2 separate regions of the Sus scrofa genome follow, and region 1 is linked to region 2. The links are chromatin contacts, called in public Hi-C maps. All regions are on one chromosome and are shown on one strand. Each heading gives the region's core, a stretch centred on a gene start, on an enhancer-like site or on the middle of the called end of the contact. The rest is flanking DNA. Distances are from core to core; before and after follow the strand shown.

The links. A called contact is a pair of places that touch in the nucleus more often than the background predicts.
Region 1: a Hi-C map of skeletal muscle shows a contact between it and region 2, with 5 times the contacts expected there. The contact joins the promoter of NKX6-2 here to the enhancer-like site in region 2. A contact is called at or near these places in 5 of 47 Hi-C or Micro-C datasets (embryonic fibroblasts, epiblast stem cells, fetal heart ventricle and 2 more).

The regions. Positions count from the first base shown.
Region 1 is chr14:140,896,720-140,900,966 of Sscrofa11.1, forward strand. NKX6-2 (homeobox protein Nkx-6.2) reads right to left here and starts at 2,395. Exons shown (of 4, transcript XM_021073891.1): 1 at 1,940-2,395; 2 at 1,677-1,849; 3 at 442-1,438. The coding sequence starts at 2,345. The coding sequence ends at 1,184.
Region 2 is chr14:140,814,570-140,819,081 of Sscrofa11.1, forward strand. The region is part of intron 4 of INPP5A (type I inositol 1,4,5-trisphosphate 5-phosphatase); the gene reads left to right. Among named protein-coding and RNA genes, the nearest start is that of INPP5A, 80 kb to the left of the region's middle. Within about 2 kb of position 2,177, at least 6 of the 83 cell types and tissues checked have an H3K27ac peak or open chromatin away from gene starts, as enhancers often do. A contact at or near this core is called in skeletal muscle, where this site is marked.

The DNA.
Region 1 (4,247 bases), core at 1,145-3,644, 82 kb after region 2:
GTGTGCAGAATTATTTTGGATGTCTTTGTAATCCCAGTTTGAAATAAATAGCACTTTCTACTGATGAAAAAAATCCATTAAGTGGTAGCAGAAGGGCCATAGCGCAGATGAATTTAAAACCTGATTTATTTCACCCAATGTGAGTTTAGTGCTGCTGGGCTACTCATGCAGCTACCCAGGCATGTTTGCATCTGCATCATCAGAGACCAAAACAGTCAGTGAAGCCAGGGCCCAGGTGGCTGCCCCCCCACACACACACACACCCAGGGGAAAGCCTGGGCCCCAGTGCCCCTTCCGGACACCCCCAGACGGGGTTCCATTTGCTCAAACTCTATCCATCTGAGGCGGGAAAACTGTGGCCCTGAGACGTCTGGGGGAGGGCGCCCCAGGCTGCGGCCGCGGGAATTGGGGGAGGTACTGCGGAGGGGCCAGGGGTCGTACCTGCTGCCTCCAGCCCGAGCTGCCTGCACCGCCTGCACCGGAGGAGCCGCCGCCGACTTGCACCCAGCGCCCCGTTCTGTCCTGGCGCCCGGGGCTCCGCTCCACCTCGCTGAGTCCTGGCTCTTCTCGGCTCTCGCGCAGGGTGGCCCCCTTCCCTCAGGCAGCCGCTGGAGGGTTCCCAGGGCCCGGGGGCCCTTGCCTGCTCCAGGCCGGCCTCGCGATGCCCTCGGTCCTGCGCGCTGCGGCCGCCTGCGCGGCCCAGGGCTCCATCGAGCTCCGCTACGGAGCAGGACCCGCTCCAGGCCCAGGACCGCCTCCGGCCGAGGGCGCGGAGCCCGCGGGATAGACGACCCGACCGGGGACCTGGGACAGAGGGCCGAGCAGGGGCTGCGGGCGGCGGCGCCGCCGCGCAGGGCGCCTCGCCCGCGGTGTTCGATGAGGAAGAAACACGCGGTGCAGCCTCGGGAGCCCCAGCTCCGACGGGGACGTGTTAAATAATTTATTGATTATACAAAGTGATTCCGCCCAGGACGCTCGGCAGCGGCGAACCCGGTGCTGCGCCCACGCCAAGAGCCCGGGACAGGGACGCGGGGGCGGCCGGGGACTCGCTCGCCCATCCCGAGCCGGGCCGCTTTATAACTTATTCTGCTGTAAAAATATATATACACACTCCGGCGCGGGCGGCTGGCGGGGCGCCGGCCCGCGGCCCGTACCCTGGTTGTCCGGCCTCGCCGCCGCGTCCTCAGGAGGCGTCCCCCGCGCCGCCGCCGCACGGGCTGACCAGCGCCAAGTTCGAGGGTTTGTGCTTCTTGAGCAGCCGCGTGATCTTCTCGTCGTCCGAGTTGGGGTCCAGGGGCCGGTTGTACTCGTCGTCGTCCTCCGCGTCCGAGCCGCCCACCTTCAGCTTCTCGGCGTCCGAGTCCTGCTTCTTCTTGGCCGACGCCATCTCCGCCGCGTGCCGCTTGCGCCACTTGGTCCGGCGGTTCTGGAACCACACCTGGGGTGGGGGGTGCTCATCAGGCAGCGCCCCCCGAACCACCTGGCGGCCCCGGCGAAGACCCCGCCGCCCGCTTGGACGTGGAGCGACGCCCCAGGCCACCCCTCTGACCCGGCTCCGGCCGCAGGGGCCCAGGCGGCCGCTCGCAGCCCCTTCCCGTTCGCAGGGCGCGGGGGAGCGAGCGGGTCTGCTTCGGCGCCGCGGGATCGGCGGGCCCGCCGGGCCGCAGCTGCCTCACCTTGACCTGGCTCTCAGTCATGCCCAGAGAGTAGGCGAGGCGGGCGCGCTCCGGACCCGCCAGGTACTTGGTCTGCTCGAAAGTCTTCTCCAGCGCGAAAATCTGCTGCCCTGAGAAGGTCGGTCGCGAGTGCTTCTTCTTGCCGTCCTTGTCCAGGACCCCGCCGGCCTGGGCTGCAAACGAGAGCAGGTGAGCGCGGCTGGCGGGCCCGCGCCCCCGCCCGCACCTCGGCCCCACGCCGAACTCGCCCGCGGACCACCTACCCGGGCCGGCCAGGCGCGGGTCCCTCCAGGGCGAGCCCTGCACCACGCCGGGCCAGAAGATGGGCGGGCGCCCGGGCAGCTCGGCCAGCGGCTTGGGATAGCCGCGCGCCACGGCGGCCGCGGGCCCGAAGTAGACGCCGGCCGACGAGGCGAGCCCGTTGAGACGGGGCAGGCCGCCCAGGAGGCTGCCGCCCGCCGTGCCCACGGGCCGCCCCAGGATGTCGCTGATGCCGTGCGGGGTGCCCAGCGGCAGCTGCGCACTCAGGCTGCCCAGCGCGGGCGCCTTGAAGCCGGCCGGGCCCTGAAGCGCGTACGGGAACAGCGACGTCTTCATCTCGGCCATGTTGTGCAGCGCTGCCAGCGGCGCGCTGCTCAGCACGAACGCGCCCGGGCGGTTAGCGTCCATGGGCGCCGCCGCCGCCGGCCCGGGCGCCCATCCGGGCCCCGCCGCCGCCGCCGCCCGCGCCCGCCGGGAAGTTTGCGCGCGGCCCGGGCGGGCGCCGGCTGCAGCGGGGGCGTGGGGCGCGGGCGCCGACGGCGCGGAGGGCTGGCGCGAGGGCGGGCGGCCGGGCGGCGGCTCCGGAGCGGGCTGGGCGGCGGCTGGGGAACGACGGGCGGCGGCGGCGGCGGCGGCAGCGACTCCGGGGCCGGTCGGAGCGGCGCCGCGCGGCCCGGGCGCGCTGATAACCGCGGGGCCCCAGCGCGGCGCGCGCGCTGATTGGCTGCTGGCGCCCGCGGCCCGACCATTGGCCAGAGCCCGGCCGTCTGCGCGCGCCCCCGCCGGCCGCGCACTCCATGAAGGGCCCATTAGCGCGGCAGGTGCCTCCCGGGCTGTAAATTTGCCCCCTGATTTATCTCCCCGGGGACGAAATAAATCCCGTTGGATGGGAGTTTAGTTAGGCAAAGGTTTTAATGGGAAATCACGAAAAAATACGAGAACATATTTTATCGCCCGAAAGAATGCAGATTTGAGGATCCACTCGGCTACTCCGTGCGTCCCATTCGGTGAAGCGCCCCAGGCTGGAGGGCGTGAGGAGCCATCGGGCACCTTCGGGATCACGGCCTGCGCCCCGCCTTGCGGCTTCCTGGCCGCCCGGGGCTCAGGTTTGAGAGAGGGACGAAAGCATTTCGGGGAACCCTCTCCTCCCGGATGCGGAAGAGCGGCTGAAGCGGGTCCTCAGAGTCCACGGGCCGAACGCTAGACTAGGCCTGCGAGAATCTGCTCTGGTTTACCAGCCAAAGGTTGGCGCGCTGCCGAGGGCCCTATGCGAGGCTGTCAAGTCGCGTGCGCTGCCAGGCAGGCAGTTCGCCTGTCCCCTCCCGGCCCACGGGACTGTACGCTGCCGAGCCTGGGCGTTTCCCGGTCGCTCGTTCCCGGGAGGCACCGGGGGCCCGGCCCTGGCCCATGGCCTTTCCCTCGTGAAGCGCAGCCCAAGCCGGGGGAACGGGACCCTGGTGGGCTCAGCGCCTCGACCCGAGGGCGCGGCCGCAGTGCAGCCGGCGGCAGCGCGGCCTTCTGACTGGTGCGCAAGGCCCCGGTGTCCTCCTCTGAGCAGAAAACCTCGCACCCGGTGGAATCGTTGTGCGTGTTCAGAAAAGGTCTCAGTGGACTGCGAGTGCCGGCGGAAGGCAGGCGCTGGGGAAAATTCTGGACATCGTCTCCTTCGTCCTTCGGGGTGGTGTCACATACTCACTACTAATTGACGAATTGACAGCTGTTGCTGTTACTTCGCTAGGGTAGGGAACGTAACCTGGACGTGTTCGAACAGACGGCCGCCGCTTAGTGGCTGGAGGGCGGTGTGCCCAGGCCGACCCCTCTCTGGCCTGGTGCGGTCCGTTAGCAACGACTTTCCACTTTAACTCCCACCGCCAGGGTTTGGGTGGCGCGGGAGAAGGTGACCCTCTCCGCTCTATGCAGGGACCGAGCGTCTGCTCGCACTAAGACCCTCGGGGGTCCACTTTCGTTTTGTGTATTTAGCCTCGGTGTCTTGGGTTTGCGGGTCCCTATGACAGATCACGGCTCGCAAGGCCACTGGCCGCTGGGTCTGGGGGGGCATTCGGTGGCCGCCCCGGCCTGTGCTGCTCGCACGCTGCTGGTCCCCTGCCGCGCTCTATGCGCGAGGTGCCCCCGGCTTCATGCACGGGGCAGCCCGCGTGCACGGGAGTTTCTTTCCTGCCGCTTCCTCGGCAGGGGCTGCACTCGAGGGATCCGGGTCTACACCGGTCTGCACCTGCTGCGCCAGGCCGGAGATACCGAGGGCGTCCTTCAGTCATTCCTCCGCTACCTATGGTGGCAGGGCCGCAAGAC
Region 2 (4,512 bases), core at 927-3,426:
CTTGTGAATAGCCCACGAATCACCAAGGAAACCAGAAGTTATTAACAATTACGTGAAAAACAAACCGAAACAGCTTCCAAATTGGTGAGATGCACCTGACGTTGTGCCTAGAGGGCATTCCAGGCATTAAGCGCTCACGCGAGGCGTTTTTAAAGTGAAGAGCAAGTTTAACCAAAGCACGGAGAGGCGAGGAAATGGTGAAGTGAGAGCAGAAAGCAGTGAACTAGAAAAGGGAGCAGAAAAGCCTCCGGGACCGCCTCCCGGCTCCTCCAAAAGGCCAGGAGGCTGGAAGCCCTGCGCGGAGGTCTGCGGCGCAGGCCGTGTCTGCCGGGCACCGAGGCGGGGGTGGCGGACGCAGGGCTGAGGGGCCCGGCCTCTGCCCAGGGGCGGCCCCGAGCGAGCCCTGGGCCGCGGGTGCCGCTGGGCTGAGCAGACGGGGAAGGGAAGGTGGGGCCTTGGCTCCTCTGCCTCACACGCGCCCGTGGACGTCGTCACGGTTTTCCAGCTCCCCGGGGTCTGCTCTGTGTCGCCTGTCGTGACGGGCTGCGTGACTGCCTTTCTCCTCCGGCCGCAGCGCTCGGTGGGCTGAGCAGAGACACGGCGGCCTGGGAGGCGCCCCCGGCTGCGAGAGCCGCTTTGTGGTCTCGCTTGGTCCCTCGAGCTTTCTCTCCAGATGTCGGTTCACCACCTGCGTGGAAGCAGAAAGCTGCAGCGCCACGTCCCCGTGGCTCAGCCACGTCCCCGGCGAAACAACCATCTTGCGACGGACGTCGCTGAGGACCCCCGCCTGAGCGTCTGACCCACAGGGGCAGTAATTGTAAGTGGCCAGCGCTGGCTGTTTGACGCTGTGCCCCAGCCAGATGCCGGGGTACTCACGGCCACTGCCAGCGACAGGACGAAGGGAGGCTGCCGCCCGCACTCCTGCTGCAGGTGCAGCACAGAGACTCCGCAGACGGTGCTGTAGCCGCGCGCGGGGCTTGTCAGGTGTACGGGTCTGAAACCGGGTGCACCACACACCCGAGGCACCTCACAGCCCCGCAGCAATTCCTCTCTGGTTGGTCCCCAGTCCATGATGGCACTTAGCCAGAGACAGGGCCCTCCTGGGCGGTTCTGGCCTGGGACGGTGCCTCCCTGGGCAGGCCGGACAGTGCGGGACCTGGCGCCGAGCCCAGGTCTGGGGCTCTGGGTGGGTGGACCGTGTGGAGCTGAGGGTGGAGGCCGGCCCTGCCCGCAGAGGGTGTGGGGGCGTCTGCTTGCTCTTCGGCGCAGCTCCCATCCGGGTCACCGCCCTCCTGGTGGTCCCTCCTGAAACCACAGTCCTGGGCAGGCGCGTTCACGGCCGGTTAGATGACGGGGACAGCAGGGTTTCCCTGTGGGAAGCGGTCAGTGGTGCCGTGAACTCCTGCACTGGACCTCGTCCCAGACTCTGCTCAGGGCGAGGCGCATCTGTCACCGTCTCCCGACTGGGCCCGTAATGGCTGGTGATAAAATCCTGCGTGGCCCTGGCCGGGGCAGCGCCACCCGCTCTGCGCCCGTCCATTGCCCCTCAGTGCGCCATGCATAGAACCATCCTTGCCGGGTCCCCAGGATGTCGCGGTGGAGAGGGCCCTGCACCTTGGGGCCCAGGCAGCACTGGCCTGCCACGTGGCCACCCTTCCGCCCCAGCCTGGTGGCCTCCAGCTGTCAGAGAGAGGAAAATTTAATTTTTACAAGATTAATGGTATTGGAGCAATATTTTCAGCTGAGTGTGGTTCAAATAATAGGCCATTAATTGAAAAAGGAAATTGAAATGAATTTATCTTGTACATAAATGCTGTCACAGGTATTAATAGGGATCAGAAAATAGTAGCCTGTTCCCAGAAAGAGGTCGAACCTGAACCTGCACCTGGTGATGAGCACTACGGGGGCGGGGGGGGCGCAGAAACATGGGGGCCGGGGCCGGGCTGGGGGTGGGGGCTCTGGGCTCGCAGGGGCTGTGGCTGGAGCAGCTGTGGCCTTGGGGAGGCCATGCCCTGGGGGCTAGCGGCCTGGGGGCCCGACCTGGGGGACTGTGGCCTTGGGGGGTGCCTGGGGGCAGTGGCCTGGGGGTGCATGACCCGGGAGCAGAGGCTGGGGGAGGTGTGACCTGGGGCAGCGGCCCAGGCGGGAGCCTGCAAGTCTGCATCCTTACCAGGAGATGGCGCCAAAGCAGCATTTCGCGTTCTGAGCGGGAGCTGCTCACAGGGCAATTTTCAGACTCAGGTCAAATGATGACGTCCAGTTTTGTCTGTTCATAAAAACCATCCCAAAGGGCCACTCATTTAAGTAGGGGCTGCTCTGGTCCTGGGCCTGGCTGTCCTGGGGCAGGTCCCTGTGTCTGCGTCTTCTATGGCAAGTCAAGGGTTGGAAATCTGTTTCTCAGAGACGCGGGGCCTGCGTGCTGCGTGGCAGCCTGTTCACGGGCACTCGTCAGCCGCCACTGTGCGCCAAGGGTCTGGCCACACGCGAGCTGGACGGGACGGCGGGAGCTCGCTCGCTGGTCCAGCCCTCAGCTGCCTGGGCCCTTGTGTCCTGGCAGCAGCCACCTGTCATGCTGGGTGTTGGTGTTCTTACAAGGGCTGTGTCTTCCTCCCCAGTTTCATCGCCAGAAGCAGCAGCTGCTGCCCAGGGCCTGGAGGTGGGCCGGCACGTGCTGGGCGCCCAGCAGACGTTTGAGCTGGGAAGGAGGGGTCCCAGGGTGGAGGAGCCAGGGTCATCGGTGGGTCAGATGCGGGTGACCCTGGGCGTGGGCCCCCCTGGAGAGCGCCAACCCGAGGACCGGCTCGAGGCCATGGGGTGCACTGCCCTGAAGACCAGGGTCAGGTGGATGTCCGGCTGCAGGCTGCTGGGGGTCAGTCTGGGGGCCAGTGTGGGGGTCAGTCCGGGGGCCGGTCTAGGGACCAGTCTGGGGGCCAGTCTGGGGGCCAGTCCGGGGGCCAGTCCGGGGGCCAGTCTGGGGGCCAGTCTGGGGGCCAGTCTGGGGGTCAGTCTGGGGGCTCCGCCTTGCAGCTTAGGAGGCACAGCCTTGGATGGCTCGGCTGGTGGAGCCGAGGGCTGCAGGCCGGATGTACGGGGAGCCGGGAGGACGGGAGGCTCGTCCAGGGCACAGCAGGGGAGACGGGGCAGTGGCGGGCTGCAGTGAAGTAAGACCCCCCCCCAGGAGGGGCTGCCCCCCAACCCCCACCGCAGGCGCCTCCCGGCCCAGCCCGGATCCCCCGTCTCCTTTTGCAGGCGGGTCTGGGCCCTCTCGGCCCCGGGCACCTGCTGGGGGGTGGGGTGGGGGAGTGGCACGTCTTCTTTCCCAACGTGGTCCCAGGCCTCCCCCCACCCCACCCAGCCCTGAAGCTGCGCCCCTGCTCAGGAGATGCCCCAGACCCCTCCTGGCTCCCTGCTCCGAGACATGCCCCTTCCCCAGCTCTGCTCTCCTGGATGAGATTTGAGGGAAACGTATGGATCGTTAATGGAGTTTACTGATGTTCTTTGATCCGAGAGGAGAAAGGCAAATGCATTTCTGATGAGGGGGCCCATCTGCTTTAGGGCCCCTCCCGAACGGCCCGGCCGCTTGCTCCCTGCCTCTCGCCGGCCTGCGGGTCCAGACAGGCCTGATGAAGTGAGGGAGGCAAGATTGGTTTTCCGAGGGCACCGGGCCCTCTGCACTCAGCTAAATCACGGCTGTCTGCCTCGTGGGCGGGGTGACGCCGCTCCTGGCTGCGACTCCCGCAGCCCCGCGGGACGCGGTGATGTGCGGCCGGGCGGCGGCCGGGCTGCAGGGAAGGTGAAACTGTCATATCGATCTTTTTAGCACTAAAATATGAGCCACTTTCCTCTGCTCCCCGCTGCTGTGATGTGAAAAATAATAACTCGGATCCAAATTAAAAATATTGATCTCTGGAAGGTGTTGAAAGTAAATAAACCCCTTCCGAAGTTTTCGGGTCAGCCGAGAGCCGGCATCCAGCAGTAAATGTGTCCACACGTCACAGCCCAGGGTTCTTGATCTGTTTTTTCTTTAAATTGATTTTTCATTATTTACTTCCTAAAAGTGTTGGAATTTGGTCCTCCACTGTTAAACCCCGGTGTTTGGGCAAATTATTTCTTTGGGGCTTAGGAGGTGCGGCTAATCCACTCGTTCATTGATTGATTGATTTTTGACTCAATAAGCTTGCAGCCCCGGCCTTATTTAGGACTTCCATCATAATTTTTTATACATTTAGGCTTGACTTTTTTATTTCCCGCTAACGGATGAGCTGGCGTTGGGCTATCAAACAGAGTGGACAATTGCCACCAGGTTAATTTTATCTGGCTGGGATTCTGAGGGGCGGGGGTATCCTGGCGGGGGGCCAGCAGCAGAGCGGAGCCCCCCTGCCACTCTGGAAACCCCCTTAGCCCCCTGGGCTGCGATCCCGGGGGTCCGAGAGCTGCCGTGGCCTGGCCACGTGGCCGAGGGGCTCGAGTCTCAGATGCCGTGGTTTTCCGTGAGCTCTGGAGGCGGTGAGC